Regions from separate parts of the Mus musculus genome. Here region 2 is linked to region 1. The links are chromatin contacts, called in public ChIA-PET maps. All regions are on one chromosome and are shown on one strand. The core of a region is the stretch at or near the end of the contact, and the rest is flanking DNA. Distances in the headings are between cores, read along the strand shown.

Region 1 (7,709 bases), core at 2,191-4,690:
CTGCACATAGTCTCATGCAAGCCCCACCTCGGCCTCCTTTATCAAATGGCTCTAACTTATGACCAGAGGAGCCACCAGCCTCTACCCTTGCAAGAGACAAAAGCAATAGGTATATAACTAATGGGAAGGTAAATTAACTTTGTTTATTTTCTGGGTAAAATTAATCAATTTTACCACATTTTTATGTTATTTGGAGTTTGGCCAATGTCAATTCCATCTGTAATATTTCCATTCCAAGACTCAGCCAATCTGTGTGTTTTGTCTCATCTTCTCTCTGCAATCTGTGGGCTTTTCATTGCTATTAGCTGAGCTTCCCAGGAAGCGAGGATGTGCAGCAGCCAGAACAGTTGGTGTAATGCACCAGAGGGCAGATGAACGCAACCCACCAAACATACATCAGGGTTTACTCAATCCAAGGCGCTGTTTTACGTGAAGATGTGAAAATGAGCCAGATACAAGCCCCACCTCAAGCCCTCAAACTGGTTCAAACTGGTTCAAGAGCCACCCAGAGACAAATCTCTAACAAAAGTCAGACTATGCCAACTGTCCCCATCAACTAAAAAAGCAAAAGAGAAAAGAAATGAATACACTGACCAGAGGATGTCAGAACCTCACAGGTGAGTTACTGCTTCAGATGTAACCAGGACTTCAGATCTAGGACAAAACAATCTCAGTGTCCAAAGAAGACCTAGTTATTACATTAAAGTCAGCAACAGGTAAATCTAGTTTTAGGTTCAGAAACTGATATGACTTTGAAGTTTCAGAAATAGTAAAAAACTTTAACCCAGGACTTTTGATTCCATATAGAGTTATCAGGCATTCTACTATAAACAGAATTTTCTTTGCCATAAATGGTTATGATTGGGAAGAAAGAAAGAGAGAGAGAGAGAGAGAGAGAGAGAGAGAGAGAGAGAGAGAGAGAGAGAGAGAGGAAGAAAGAGAGAGAGAGAGGAAGGAAGGAAGGAAGAAAGGAGAGAGAGAGAAAGAGAGAGAGAGGAAGGAAGGAAGGAAGGAAGGAAGAAAGAGAGAGGGAGAGAGAAAGAGAGAGAGAGAGAGGAAGGAAGGAAGGAAGGAAGGAAGGAAGAGAGAGGGAGAGAGAAAGAGAGAGAGAGAGAAGAGGGAGAGAGGGAAGGAAAAAGAAAGGAACTTCACGGTCTAGGTAGACAGCTAACTGAGGCACCCCCAGCTCTCCTGAGCCCCTCTTCCCCTGAGATTCAGTCTGAGCTCACAGCCCTGCCCTACTCTTCAACAACAGCTCCTCCCCACCCTCATTGCATTTCCTCCTTTTGTAGTTTCTGGCAGTCATTGGGCAGGAGAAAGCCCCCAACATGAAAGATCCCTAAGGACTGGTGTCTTTCCTTTTGACTCACTGATGAGCTCCAGTATTCCCTGGGAACAAATGTAAACGTCATCTAGACATTTCCACCCATTGCTCTTTCAGCAGCTGAATTTTTTTATTTAAATCAGCTCATCTGGGTCCTGAGTAGCCTGGCTGTCTTAACACTGCCCTAACCAACGTCCACAGAGTTCATGTGCATGAGAGGCACCACATAGACATTTTCAGTTCCGTTCTCAGAGTTCCATCTAGACAAGCCTTCTTTATAAACATGTGCAGTAAAAGCCCCAGATCCTGGGGTCTCAATGAGGGTAGGTTCAGCTGTATGTTCTAATGGCCAAAGAAAGCAGTAGGAAGGCAGGAAGGAGCTTAATTCTACAGGGCTGTATCAGCAAGAGGAGGGTGACTGCATAACTTACTATCTGTCTTCAAGGAGCTGACAAGGACTTTGAGGTTTTACACAAAGAACAAAGACAAAGAGGGGGTTGAGGAGCCGATAGAGCAGAGCCTTGGTCTGGCCACTGGGTTGATTGCTATCTCAGGTCTGGTTCTTCGAGGTTCAACTAGCTCAGGGGAAATCGTTAGCATGTTGGCTGCCATGCAACGAAGAACAGTTTCACCTTAGGGTGACCTAGTGCCCAGCTCTCCATTCCTAGAAATGACTCCCAACTCATCAGGAAAGCAGCACCTCAGAGAGGCAAGGCAGAGTCAGACACAAAGTGGAACTCGGTCACTGTCTGGGCTTGCCTTCAATCGTAATTGTTTTTAAAAGTCCTCCAGAGGAGGAAAAGTAAATTTCAAAGATTCACAAGGAAAGAAACCACAGGGGTCACCATGATGGAGCAAAACTGAAACAGTCCTCTGAGTTTTTTTAATTCACTTAGAACTTTTACAGAGTGTCTGCTGAACACCAGTTCAAGTGCTGGTCTAGCTCAGATAGAATCCAGATACTCTATTTTACATTCATTCTCTCTCTCTCTCTCTCTCTCTCTCTCTCTCTCTCTCTCTCGGTGTGTGTGTGTGTGTGTGTGTGTGTGTGTGTGTGTGTGTGTGTAGATCACAGCTACCCAAAGATTTGAAGAATGAGAAGATTTTTTAACACCAGAAACACTTTTAATAAGAATCCCCCGTACTTCCAAAAAGTAGTTCTTTGGATATTCATGGTGCTTTCTATCTCATTCCTTGTCCCTCTCCTCTCTCTTTTAAAGTATGCAATTTATTGGTTTTAAGCAAGGACACTCAGACAGATGACACCCTAAAATATGTTTTTGACTTCAACCTACTAAGTGTTAGAGGAGCTACAAATGCAAGGATCACCTTCCCCAGGAGTTCTCTCTTCTACCCAAATAGCAGATCTGTCAAGGAAGAAGCTATCTTTGGTCCTCTTATTGAAGCCTTATTAACCAAGCAAGATGAAATCTAAACCATATGAGAGAATGAAAATTAAACAGCATCTCCAGGGCCCAGAGACGGGAGCAAACTCTCCCTTCTGTAACTTGCTTTTTGGTCATGGTATTTCATCATGGCAACAACAACAAAAATTATCTAATATAAATCAATGAACTGATCAGATGATAAACAGATGATTGATAGATAGATAGATAGATAGATAGATAGATAGATAGATAGATGATAGATAGATAGATGATAGATAGATATATAGATAGATAGATGATAGATAGATGATAGATAGATAGATAGATAGATAGATAGATAGATAGATAGATAGATAGATAGATAGATCGACAGATAGATAGATAGATAGGAAAGATACCCACAGTCTGGGCCCTGTAGAGAGGCTCATATATTTCTTACTTAAGTACATGACAGAACATCAGTGAAGTTGGAAAGTATCTTATAATGAATTGAAACCTCCGGCAAACTTCAAAAGTTAAAATGAAACCTGTTTTTCTCTTTCCAACTCCCAGGCAACTTGCTCCCTAATGTGGGACTATCTGCTCCTCGCCGGCCTGCTATTGTGTGTCACTTAACAAGCGTCCAGGCTTGTCACCATGCCTCACATTGACATCTGTCAGCACCCTCAGTCCCTTACATCATTCATAACCAACAGACGTCCTTGTGGTTTCACACTGACCCAGCCCAATTCTTAGTAAAACCGCTTCCAGTTGACACTGGTGCTGAATGGTAAGAAGTCAGAACAGAACACAAACAAACCAACATCAAGGTGTAATTGATGCTCTCACTAGCTGATGAGGAGAAAAATCTTGATATAGCATTCTCATTGTAGGATTTCCAAAACTCTGTTGAAAATAGTCATGATTTCTTCCTGGAAAGGAATAGAAAGGCTCTAGATGTCTTGTGGAGTCAGCATGATGTGACACTTACAGGTTCTACTTATTTGGAGACAGTAGAAATCAGAGAGAAGGAGAAAGGGAAAGAGGGAGAGAGGGAGGGAGGGAGAGAGGAGGAAGGAGGGAAGAGGAAGAGGAACAGAGAGAGGAGAGCCCATAAGCTTGCCAAATCTCAGCTTTCCTTCCCCTTTCCTCTGTGCCTGCCCAAACCAGCTTTAGCCTGAATAACATTTGAGACCTGGCTTCTGGGAGCCCTGCCCTAAGCTGTTATGTAATTGCAGGGTGTCCTGGCTGGGAAGCAAGGGTGCTTCAGGCTTTCTGCTAACTCCAAAGTCCCATTTATTTCTGGTCCTGTTCTCCTCTCCAGGAAGAAACACACCAGGTCCTTTAGCTGTTAGAAACTCTGGAATCTCTCTGTGGATCTCTTCTCCCTTTGATGCTGAGCAGTTTGATCCTTCTCCTGACCTCTGAACTCCAACCCTTGGAAGAACTTGTCCCCCTTTCTAATCACCTTCTTCTGTACATCTTCAACATTTTCCTTCCAAACCATACATCCCTGTGAGGAGTGGGTGTGGCAGCAGTCTCAAGATGGCACCCGGGACTGCAGCCAAGTCTTATGACTTGCACCTGACTTCCTCATACACCTGAAAATAAGCCACGACCATCGCGAGAACTGCGCAGGTGCACCATGATGCAAGATCGGACCATATGACGAGTGATGATTCTGGTCAATGAACTGTTGTTACGTGGACTGGGCTGATGGGGTGTGGTTGAGAGGATATATAAGGGATTGCGATTGGGGGTGGGTTGTTGTTTTTTCCTGGAGAGATTGATTTCTGGAGAGAGATTCATGCATGATGTTGAAAGGTTCCTGAATAAACTGCTTTGAGAAGTACGTAGTGTCGCTCTTTTCTGCTGGTTGGAATAGGAGGCGACACATCCCATATAATTAAAGGCCTTAGAGTGTGGGAGTCTCTTTTCACATTTAAAGAAACACTGTTTATTTGAGACAGGGTCTGCTGTAGCTATGGCTGGCCACAAACGTACTACAGGGACAAAGACGACCTTGGACTTCTGATCCCCCTGCCCTCACCTCCTAGATTCTGAAGGTAAATCCAGGATTGCAGGCACGCATGCTCTGTCGAGCCCGTTTTATATACTGCTGAGGATCAACCCAAGGCTTTGTGGGTGCCCCATGCCAAGAACCCCCTTCTAGTGATCCAACTGTGGCAAATAGTGCTTAGCAAAGTGTGCTTATCCTTTCTTGTTACCAGTTCTGCTTCAAAGCATCACAAACTCTTATTTGTCCACCAGTGTAGCAACAGAAGAGCCGATGCTGAGAACAGGAGGCACTGAGGGGCAGCGAGGGGGCAGGGTCTCCTTGGGGAGCTTGTAGAAGGCCATGCATGCTATCAGGAAAGCATTGCTTTGCTTCCAGTGAGATGTAAAAGCACTGAGTGCTTTGTAGCAGATACATGACCAATCTGTTCTAGGTTTACCAGCGGCTGAGCTCTGATTTGCAGTTGACTCAGGCCAGGACAACAGCACAGCTCAAAGGAGATGCCAATAGACAGGGCAAATTGGCTAAATGGGATGGTGGGAGCCACCACACCTTAGAAACGGTGCAGTTCCTGGGTGGCTTCTAAGTCACCCTCTGGCCCTCCTGTTAACTCCTGACCTTTGTCCACTTTATCACATGATCATCCTGACTTCCATATTTGTAACAGCACACACCTCTCCTCTCAACTCCTGACCTGAACAAATCTCAGACCAGCAATGGCACTCTCTAAGTTCCTTGTCCAATGGCCAAACTTCCTACTTGGCCCAGAAGTTTCCACTGAGGAAGTCCTCACTCTTCTCTTCATTTGGTTCACTTCCTCCCCCACCTCATCCCCATCCAGCAGCCATGTCTCACATCAATCAATGGACCAAGCATCCCTAACTGCCTCCCTGTCTCACCCTCTTTCCCCTTTGACCTCAGCATTCCTCAATGTGGCCAAGTCAACCAGTCTTCCTCTCGCTCCTTCCCTGCCAAGTGCTTCAAGCCCTTTGGGACCAGTTTGAAGCTGTTGCATGGTAACAGTGCAGCCTCTGGCCTCACTCGCCTGTGCCTTCTCTGGCTATTTCTGTCGCTCACATCCTCTTCCTGGGATGCATGGCTGCTCACTGTGACTCTAGTCTTGTTCTTTCTATATTCCTCATTGTGCTTCCTCTTGGTAAGGGGCACTGCCCCAACAATAATAAGACCCCGTTCATTGGACGGGTGTGATAGGACATGCCTGTAATCCCCACACTAGGGAAACAGAGGTAGGAGAATCACAAGTTCAAAGTCAGCTAAATAAGTCATGGCCAAGCCAGGCTATATGAGGAGATTTAGTAATCAGCAGTTGTAACTATTCTGTAGCTTCCTAAGGATATGTTTAAAATAGAATGCTCAAAAAAACAAAAAACAAAAAACAGTGCTGGCATAAGGGTAGTCTGACTGGGTACCCGACTTTCTTTCAGTTCTTTCTTAGGGTCGCCAACGCCAACTAAGAAGTCAAGTCTCCCATCCCAAAACATCGTTCCCCATTTACAGGAAGCTGAACATTGAAAGAAACACTTCTGATAATGTGTCATCAGTGATATTATTAGTGATTTTAATAGTGATCTAATAAGGCTGCCTTTTGCTCCAGGGAGAGTAGATTCCACCTATAACTATCCACTTGTGGTATTTTAGGACAGCAACCTTGGAGAGAAAAAGGAAATTGCTTTCTTCTACCAAACAAACAAATAAACAAACCACAAAAAAAAAAAAAAAAAAAAAAAAAAAAAGACAACCTAAACTAGTCACTGTCCCTTACGTGGCTTAAAGGTGCTGCCATTCCTGGGGCTGTGTGAAGAAGGTAATAGAACAACCTGTGTTTGGATTGATGCTTCAGGTGCTCAGGTCCTGGGGAGTCCCTGAGACGATCTCTCTGGATGGGGAAAGAGGACGGACATCTTTGATAGGGCAGATGAGAGCCGTTCAGCCTGTGGGTGAATGGGTTTGCAGATTGCATGAATCAAAGAAGACCTGAGCTTTTTCTCAGGGCAGCTTGGGGCAGAGCATCAGGCCTTGGGGTTCCTGTGACAAGAAGCAAACAAGTGTGGTCCACATAATAAAAAACAAAACAAAACAAAACAAAGAAACAGCCACTCTCCCCCAGTTGCAAAATTACAGATACAAAGTAGCAACAAAAATAATTTTATGATGGGGGGGTCACCACATGGGGAACTGTATCAAAGGGTCGTGGTGCTGGAAGATTACAAACCACTGTCCCACTGATTATAGACTCTCTTCAAACTGCCAGTTTTCCATTTTTGAACATACTTGACTTAACAGTAATTGCTATTTTAGTGATTTAAAGATCTCGGCACACAGAGCTTTTCAAATATCCCAGTGTTATAAAGCTGGATAGAGGTACCCGAGAGGCCAGACCCTGCTCCACACAGAAAGCCGGCTTGTTCTAAACAAGCCCAAGGAAGTCAAAACAAACTTTCCACTGTTCTAGCTGCTGGCTTTCTCGATGTTGAGAAGCAAAGGGCTGTAAGGTGCAGAGAACAGGGAAGGCCAAATACAAAGGTTTTATCCTCATGTCGGCATGCAAACACGCAGATTTTATGAGAGGTAGTGTTTACCAAAAGGTAGGATTTATAGCTCCATGTAATTTACAGCATTTAAGTGTAATGTTATAGTGCGAATAAATTTTTCCCTTCCCTTGTGATGGGCTCATGAATAAACCTGAAAAGGACGCTAAGCTAGAGCTAGAGCTGGGAGGAGGAGGAGGCAGAGAGTGAACTATCGTGTGCTTGCCTTCCCTAGACACCGTCCCCTGTCCATGGGATCAGCTCACTGCTCTGCATGAAGATGAAAACACAGTTGTGTGTGACACAGCGCTGAACAATTCCCATCCGAGGCAACGGACCAGGAATGCTGCTCGGCCCATCGTGTGACAAAAATGTATGAAATTACATTAGCAGAAAAACAAGATTTCTGTGTCTTATCACAAAAAGGCCTTTCACCTCCTGGACTCTAACTG
Region 2 (7,709 bases), core at 1,916-4,415, 210 kb after region 1:
ATTGCTAGGGCTCTCTAAATCCCACACAGAACAAATGACAGGACACTGACAAGACTCTGGGAACCACAGAGGGCTTGGATGCTTACTGACCACCTCCCGAAGACTCTTTTCTGCATTTGTACCCCACCCTCAACCTGTTACAAATAACTCCTTCTCACCGAGGTTCTCCTGTAACTACGAGCCACTCAAGTGGACTTTAAAAGCAGTCACATTCACACAGACCTGCCTCTGGCTGTACTTGATTTTCAGGAAAGGACACATTTTCTCCCACTCACTATGCAGTTTACAACCTAGAAACATAAATCAACAACTGTAAGCATTTGATTGGCCTGCTCACCTATAGAGTTCAATCTTCAAGGTTATTCACTTCATTTTCTTAAATGTAAACGGCAAAGAAGAAAAGTGCTAAAGAAAGAGACTTTGAAATTAGCGTAGCAGAGCTCCAGTTCCACTCCTGTTGCTCTTAAAGAAGAAACATATTCAAGCCTGTCTGCTTTCTTTGAAACTTGGGTAATGTGACTACTTCGTAGGATTCTTGGAGTTAAAGGAGGCAGCATATGTCAAATCCTTAGTGTAGTGTCTGGTTCAAGTGACGCAATCACTAACATCATAATATTAATATTACATATCATACCGGGTGCTCTAGTTTCACGTCAGTTGCTGTGATAAAATACCCTGGCAAGCAGCTGCTTGGGGGTGGGATTTATTTCAGCTTACAATTCAAAGTTAAGGTCCATCACCATGGGAAGCCAAGGTAGAAACTTTTATTGGCAAGCTACACCACATCACCACAAAGATGGCAGGAAAGAATGCATATATGCCTGCCTGCCTGCCTGCTTGCTTCCTTCCTTCCTTCCTGCCTGCCTGCCTGCTTGCTTCCTTGCTTCCTTCCTTGCTTGCTTCTTCCCTTGCTTGCTTCCTTGCTTGCATCAGCTCAATTTCTCTGCTCTTATACAGGGATGAACCTCCTGCCTAAGGAATTGCGTTGCCTGAAGTAAGTTGGGTCTTCTCCATCAATTATCTTAAGACAGTTTCATACAGATATGCCCACAGGTCACCCCAATGCAGACAATTCCTGATTGAGGCTCTCTGCCCAATTTGTGTCAAGTTGACAAAGCTAAACATGCCTGGAAACTATTCAGGACTTAAAATGGAATAGGAAAATATGTATTTTGTTGATGTGTGTGTGTGTGTGTGTGTGTGTGTGTGTGTGTGCGCGTATGTGTGTGTGTGGTGTTCGTGCTTGGAAGTGGGAGTTGTGGGGTGATGCTAACTAGTTCATGAGGGTCTTTTTGGTTTTTGTTTTGTTTTATAGAAAACCCAGAAACTCTTAGTCCATTTGACTCCAAGCTAAGATTTCACTGTGATAAAAGGTGACACGCTGTTGTAATATAGATAAGTTGAAGAAACTACCTATGTGATTGTGTTAATTCTCAGATCTCTGGAGGATACACTCGAGTTTATTTAACCTGGGAAGGACTGTTTCTTTACCTGGAATTAACAGATATGCTTGGAAGTTAGAACGTAAGAGTACAAAGGAAAAAAAAATACTAAAAGATGTTAAAGAAGTGCCCTAAGGCGAGCTCTGGGTAACAGGTTTAAAATAAGATGTGAAACTCTCCTCTCCAGCGCATGGGAAACATCACTGAGTTCGAACCTAGGAAGTCCCAGGGCCAAACTCAGCCTTCGCAGAGACATAAGGGATCTGTTACTATAGAAAGATCAGTCCTTGCAAGTGAACCTTGGATTGGCTACCCATGAGTACTATCAGAAAGAACACCAGAGAGGGCAGGGTCTGGCTGTCTTCCAATCTCTAGCCTAAGAGAACAGGCTGTAGACTATCTCCCAAGAAATATGTGTGTAAGTTGAAAAAGCAAGGTAGCTGTCTGCTTGAGCTAGCTCCTTTAAGGCTATGAATGAGTCATATTTAAACAGAAATGCATACATGTCCTAACATTGATATAAAAAGAATATGTTGCTATCATACTGTCTTCTTACTTTTTTCAGGGATTACATATGAATCAGTAAGAGCCCAGTTTGTGCAGGAAAGGAAAGAAACATGACAGTTAACAGGCAGATGTCAGAGAACCGATCACTGAGAAAAGAAGTCGAAGTTTGAAACTAGTAGCTACTGATTGCAGTTTCCACTCCTAAGGCTGGAGAAACAAAAGGAAGACATGACTACACAGAAGATAAAGGAATTTCACTAAATGGAGATTTGGACCCATGAGAATTGGGTCCAGCCAGCGAGGCAAATTCTTCGTGTATCTGAAGAAGCTGGAAACTAGGACAGCTAACAGGTCCTGTCCCTCCTCCTCCAGGGCCCCCTACCGGTGTGAACTAGAAGCACAACTGAATAGCAGGGTCTGCTTTAACCCTCCAGAAGCCTTCAAATCCAATCCAAGACTCTTAGGACTCTTTGAGCCGGAAAAAAAACAGGAGTGAAAACAGGAGTGTAAGGCATTCTAAAAACGGCTGCATCTCTGACTGCCTCCACCACAAAAGGGGTTCTTTGTTCGTCTGTTTTGTTTTCTTTTAGTTATTGAGACTCTTCTAGATGTCTGTTGATTCAATTTTAGGGCTATTTCTCTTTATTTGTGCATTTGCAACAGGAGTCTATGGAGGAAAGAGAGAGTCTGCCTGAAGTACATGGTTAATTTGTTTCTTTTCGCATTGTGTTTAATGTTTACAGCTACCTAGAAAGGAGGAGCCCTGAGGTCTGCTTGCACATCTCTGTCACAGTGTTCCCTGGCTTTTCCTTTCTTTCTCTTAGCTGGGGGATGGCCCTCTCCCATTTGGGAGACTTCTATTGTGTTTTGAGGTTGCATCTGCTCTTCTGTAAAATGCAAAGATACCTGACTTCGGGGTGTGGGGAGGAAATCTCGACTAGGGTAAGCAGCATGCCTAACAGTAAGTTGAGAAATATGTACCTATTTCACCCTTCCAGCTTCTTCCGGGATGAAACCTGACATTTCAAGTGAATGATAAGACTCTGCTGTACTGAGTCAGAGCTCATCGGCTTCTCCATCACCCCCTGAAGCCTGTGTGGACTCAGAACTGAAACCCAGACAGCCACCCTCGCGTGGACTCCCTGCAGGGGGAGCTGGTTGTGCACAGCAGACTCTGGGCTCCATCGCCCGGGTCTCGCTGTTGCAGAGGAGCCCCGGGGAGGCCACGCCGCGTTCCCGAGATGTGACCCGAACTGACAGCCCATGCACACTCCCGGGACCCCGGCGCCGGGCCACCCGGACCCGCCGCCACTGTTGCTGCTCACGCTGCTTCTGCTGCTGGCCGCTTCGGGACGCGCAGGTAGGAGAGTCGCTCCTCTCGGCAAGGGCTACCTGGCAGGAGCCTGAAAGGGTCCACGCCGGGCTCCAGCTTGCTGAATCCGAGCTGGGGTTGGGGGGTACAGGGGTGGTAGTAGCCCTCCTGAGTGGCCCAAAACTTGTACCTCGAAACTGGTGACAGTGATGGCAAGGGGCGGCTCGCACTAAAACCTTGGCAAGTCCAAGATTCATAGCCTGTGGGAGCTTGGATCAGAGTTTGGAAAAGCCAAATCAGCCCCAAAAGGGTAAGCCACATCCCGTTTTCCTGGCAATCCTGACGTGTGCGTATACGTACTTCTGAGAAATAACAAAGCATAAAACAGTAAGACATAAAGCACTAGAAGGATTTTCTCTGTTGTTTTAAAGTTTAAACCGTAACCGCTGGAATTCAGAAAGCCAAGCTGATTCACTTTTTAAAAGTTTCTTTTTCTTTCTTTTTTTTTCCTTCTTTCTGTTTTTCTGCCATATAAAAACATACTCTTTAAAAAGCAAGGTATCTCAGCAAGGTATCTCACGGTTTCAATTAAAGACAACAGCCACAAAGCTTCCCAAAATATCAATTGTAATTTTATAAAATTGATTCAAGCACCTGTGCTCCAGCCTGGAAAAACCAGCGAGTGGGGAAAAAAAGTGAGACCTCAATCAGAGAAAACATGATGCTCACTACCTTTCAGAGGCCGGAAGCATGCACGCTGGCCTTGGAGCGGTTTCTGAACCGTGTAGTCTATACAAGAAGATTATTTTCTAAGTTCTAAATTTATGCAAGTATATGGTTATATTTTAATAATCCAAGATAAGCCAAATGTGAAAAGGCTTATTCAAATATCCCTGATATGAATTCATTTTCTGTTTTTAAAGCACAGTTGAAGTTTATTATAAAAGGTCTAGACAGAGATTTAAGTATGGTCATCAAGGGGGATGAGAGACAAGCATATGTATACACACATATACACACACATATACATATACATCTATATGAATGATTACGGGAAGATCTCTGCATACAGTGAGTGCAATAGAGCTACCATACTGAACTTGCTTGGTGTTAATGTGAGAAATAAAACTTGCTCACTAACTGGGCAAAATGATATTAGAAGGCAGCAATACTCCTAACTTAACAGCAAAATCTAAAGCAAACACACGCACACATAAACACACACACACACACACACACACACACCACTGGGCTTTTTTTGATCTATGAGACCCAGCATTTAGCATGGGACCGACCTCCACACGTACTTCATGAATACAGGAAAACCAGTTAGAAGGTATAGTAGGTGCTTGGATACCGTTCCTACACTTAACCACTGAACCCATGGATAATCTTCACTTCTGCGCGAATATGGACTTTTAAGAACTGTATAACACTAGCATTCATGAATAGATAATAGTTTAACTTTGGGACTGCTTTTGCACAAAATTCAGAGCTATACAAGTGTTGATAGGATCAGGCTGAATTATCCCAGGACACCCAAAGAGAAACAACATTGCATGTGGCATCAACATTTTATACACATTTTGATGTTTCATTTAAGGTACACCACTACGGGAATTTTGAATGTCCCCATTGTTCCCTAAGGGTTACATTGCGTAACACTATTAATGACTCCCTGCCTCTCTGGGCAGAGGTTTTACCAGATTCATCCTATGGGCTATTAACCTCCATCCTAAAGATCATGCCTGTGTCATCTTCTCTGTGTGTCGTTTCTGTCTCTCCGCAAGGAAGAGGATCCATCATCACCATTATGTAAACAGACGCTTTAAGCCTATAGGAGTGGGAACAGTGAATTCCTCAGACAGCATGGCCCTGTTCAACACCACAAAGGCTTCCATGGCTTTTGCAATTTTCTAAATCCTGCAGGGTTCTATGTGACCTGCCCCTTCCTCCTCCTCCTCCTCCTCCTCCTCCTCCTCCTCCTCCTCCTCCTCCTCCCTTTCTCTCTGTCTCTCTGTCTCTGTCTCTGTCTCTGTCTCTGTCTCTCTCTGTCTCTCTCTCTCTCTCTCTCTCTCTCTCTCTCTCTCTCCCTCTCTCTCCTTACTTTAATTACTCCCCTTCTTGTCTTTACCAAGTTCCCAGAGCAAGCCAAATGTCCAGGATCCATATTCGCAGTTCCCTCTGATAGAATGGCCCTCCCTCGTCTACCCTGGCTAACTCCACTTCACTGTGTCTTCCCTTAATCTCCTAAATGGAAAGCCAGACTTCATAGGTCTTAACTGGACATCCTACCCAACTGCTGCTTCTTTGAATTACCCCTGCAACATCAGGGGTAATTCATTACCTGTCCCCTGTTTGAGCAAGTCTCACAGGAAACTCGCTACCCAGACAGGCAAGATACCTTGCCCACAGTAAAAAAGGCCTTCCATAAACAGCACAACACGTGCTCCTTGTTCTCATCCATTCTCTGTGTCTATTTTGAGCTGAAAGGTCCCACAGGATAAGGAGTATGTGTTCCGATCCAGGAGGCAGTTACCATAACTGCAGCCTCTGCACTCTCTGTTCACAGCCTCTTACATGACGTTGTGTCACGCCCCCTTTCGCTGTGTTATTTTCATGGTTTCTCCGAATACATTTGTGACTTCTTGGGCTGACTTCCTGCAGAGTTTGATGGGATGGCTACCTTACTAAATGAGAAACCTGGCCAGGCTGTCCTTTCCTGAGCCATAATTTCTGCAACCTACAGGGGCCCTCTTCTCATCTATTTTCTCTTCTGTGAGACAAACTCTGGCCAGACGCAGAATTGCATACTAGTACACTTTTGCCTGTCTAGCAGAGGTGACTCGCTGCTTGCCTCTTTGAGCTACAGAGAAAGAAAGTATGGTTTACTGTTCTCTCTAGAATTCCTGATGTCTGTGAGGGTGGGGTGTTTGTACAACCAAGGCACTCTTCCGAAAGGAAAGTTTTAAATGATTTTAAATGTTATCTGTACAGAGTTCTTCCTGCTTTTTGAGGGCGGTTATCACATTCCATCTTGAGCCACCAAGATGGCGGCTTTCACGACTCTACCCACTCACTCCCTGTGCTGTGTAGCCAGTTCTGTGTACCACAGAGGATGAGAATAAATACCCTGTACTGCCCAGACTTGCCCCAGTCACACTTCGTTTCCTCATAGGTATGTTCCCCAGCTTCCTCTGTAGATGGAGAGTCAGTCTCCTTCCACACAATTAAAGAACGAAAACGTTTTGTCTGCAATGAATACTTTCGGCACACTTGTTTACATGTTTTCACCAGTTAAATTCCCCCCTTCCCTACTTCTCCCTACATCTGCCTCCGCCTTCTTGCTTCCGATTAACCTGGCAGTTCTTACAGAATTCTCTTAAATAAACAAGGTATTCTTTCAGAGAAAATAGATAACCACATTAATTGTTTTAGAGCAGCCATAACAAAGTATGACAAGCTGTGTGGCTTAAAAACACGTAGCTTTATTGCTCACGGTTGTGGAAATTGGAAGTCTAGGCACCAGGTGCTGGCAGGCTCACTCTTCCTAAGTACTGAGGGGGTGGGGGTTCTACTACAAGACCAGCTTCCAGCTTTCAGTTGCTGACAGTGTCAAGTGTTCCTAAGTATACTGTCCCAATCACCACCTTGTCTGATCCCCCCTGCAAGTGGCCACCTCTCTGTGTACCTCCACATGGTCTTCTTGAAGATTCTGTGTGTCTGTCTGCATTTGTGTTCGTGCCTTCCCATGTTGTAAGAATTTCAAGTGAGCATTGACTGGAAAGGTCCTGTTTCCAATTAAGGTTGTGAGGTACTGGTTGGGGATGGGGGGGGAGTGTCAGAATTTCAGTTACTTCTCTTGGCAAGTACAATTCAACTCTCAACATCTACCATGTACCCCAAGGTCTATACACAGACAGCAAGACGGTTTCTATAGTGAGAAAAGGGGGACTGCTTCCCAGCTGCATACACAGGAGCTTCTCCTCTTTAGTATCTCCAGTGGTCTGTGTCCACCGCTGAAAGGAAGTCTTGCAGAAGTGTCAGGCTGGGAACCACACTGCACTGCAAAAGCTGAGAGTAGATATGAGGGCTTCTGTTTTACTTTCCACACCATCAGCACACAGGAGTGCCACAGTGTGCTCTCAGCACAGACGATGGCATTCACCTTTCTGCATCAGCATCAGCATCAGCATCTGCATCAGCTAGCTCCTAAGATTCCTGCACTTCCTCACAGGAGCCTGGAATAGGGGTTCCCTGAGAGGCCCTGCCAGAGCCTGACCAATGCAGATGCAGATACTCACAGCCAACCATTGGACTGAGCACAGGAGCCCCAAGGAAAGATTTAGGGGAAGGACTGAAGGAGCTGAAGGGGTTTTCAACCCCATAGGAAGAACAACAACCTCAACTAACCTGGATCCCCCAGAGCTCCCAGGGACTAAACCACC

The links. ChIA-PET counts read pairs in DNA pulled down with a chosen protein or histone mark.
Region 2: an RNA polymerase II ChIA-PET map of effector CD8 T cells shows a contact between it and region 1, with 12 read pairs. The contact joins the promoter of Il20ra here to the enhancer-like site in region 1. A contact is called at or near these places in 1 of 39 promoter capture datasets (pre-B cells), 3 of 484 Hi-C or Micro-C datasets (B cells, ECoMG-derived neutrophils and bone marrow-derived macrophages), 3 of 115 datasets of contacts at active chromatin or transcription factors (bone marrow-derived macrophages, effector CD8 T cells and memory CD8 T cells) and 3 of 9 other capture datasets (adipose tissue, embryonic stem cells and macrophages).

The regions. Positions count from the first base shown.
Region 1 is chr10:19,502,776-19,510,484 of GRCm38.p6, forward strand. Gm33104 (predicted gene, 33104) reads left to right here. Exons shown (of 4, transcript NR_152784.1): 3 at 3,265-3,481; 4 at 4,016-4,543. Among named protein-coding and RNA genes, the nearest start is that of Gm33104, 20 kb to the left of the region's middle. Within about 2 kb of position 3,441, at least 81 of the 459 cell types and tissues checked have an H3K27ac peak or open chromatin away from gene starts, as enhancers often do. A contact at or near this core is called in ECoMG-derived neutrophils, adipose tissue, bone marrow-derived macrophages and 2 more, where this site is marked.
Region 2 is chr10:19,709,422-19,717,130 of GRCm38.p6, forward strand. It overlaps Il20ra (interleukin 20 receptor, alpha), which reads left to right and starts at 3,166. Exons shown (of 7, transcript NM_172786.2): 1 at 3,166-3,309. The coding sequence starts at 3,213. The region is part of intron 1 of Gm33332 (a long non-coding RNA gene); the gene reads right to left.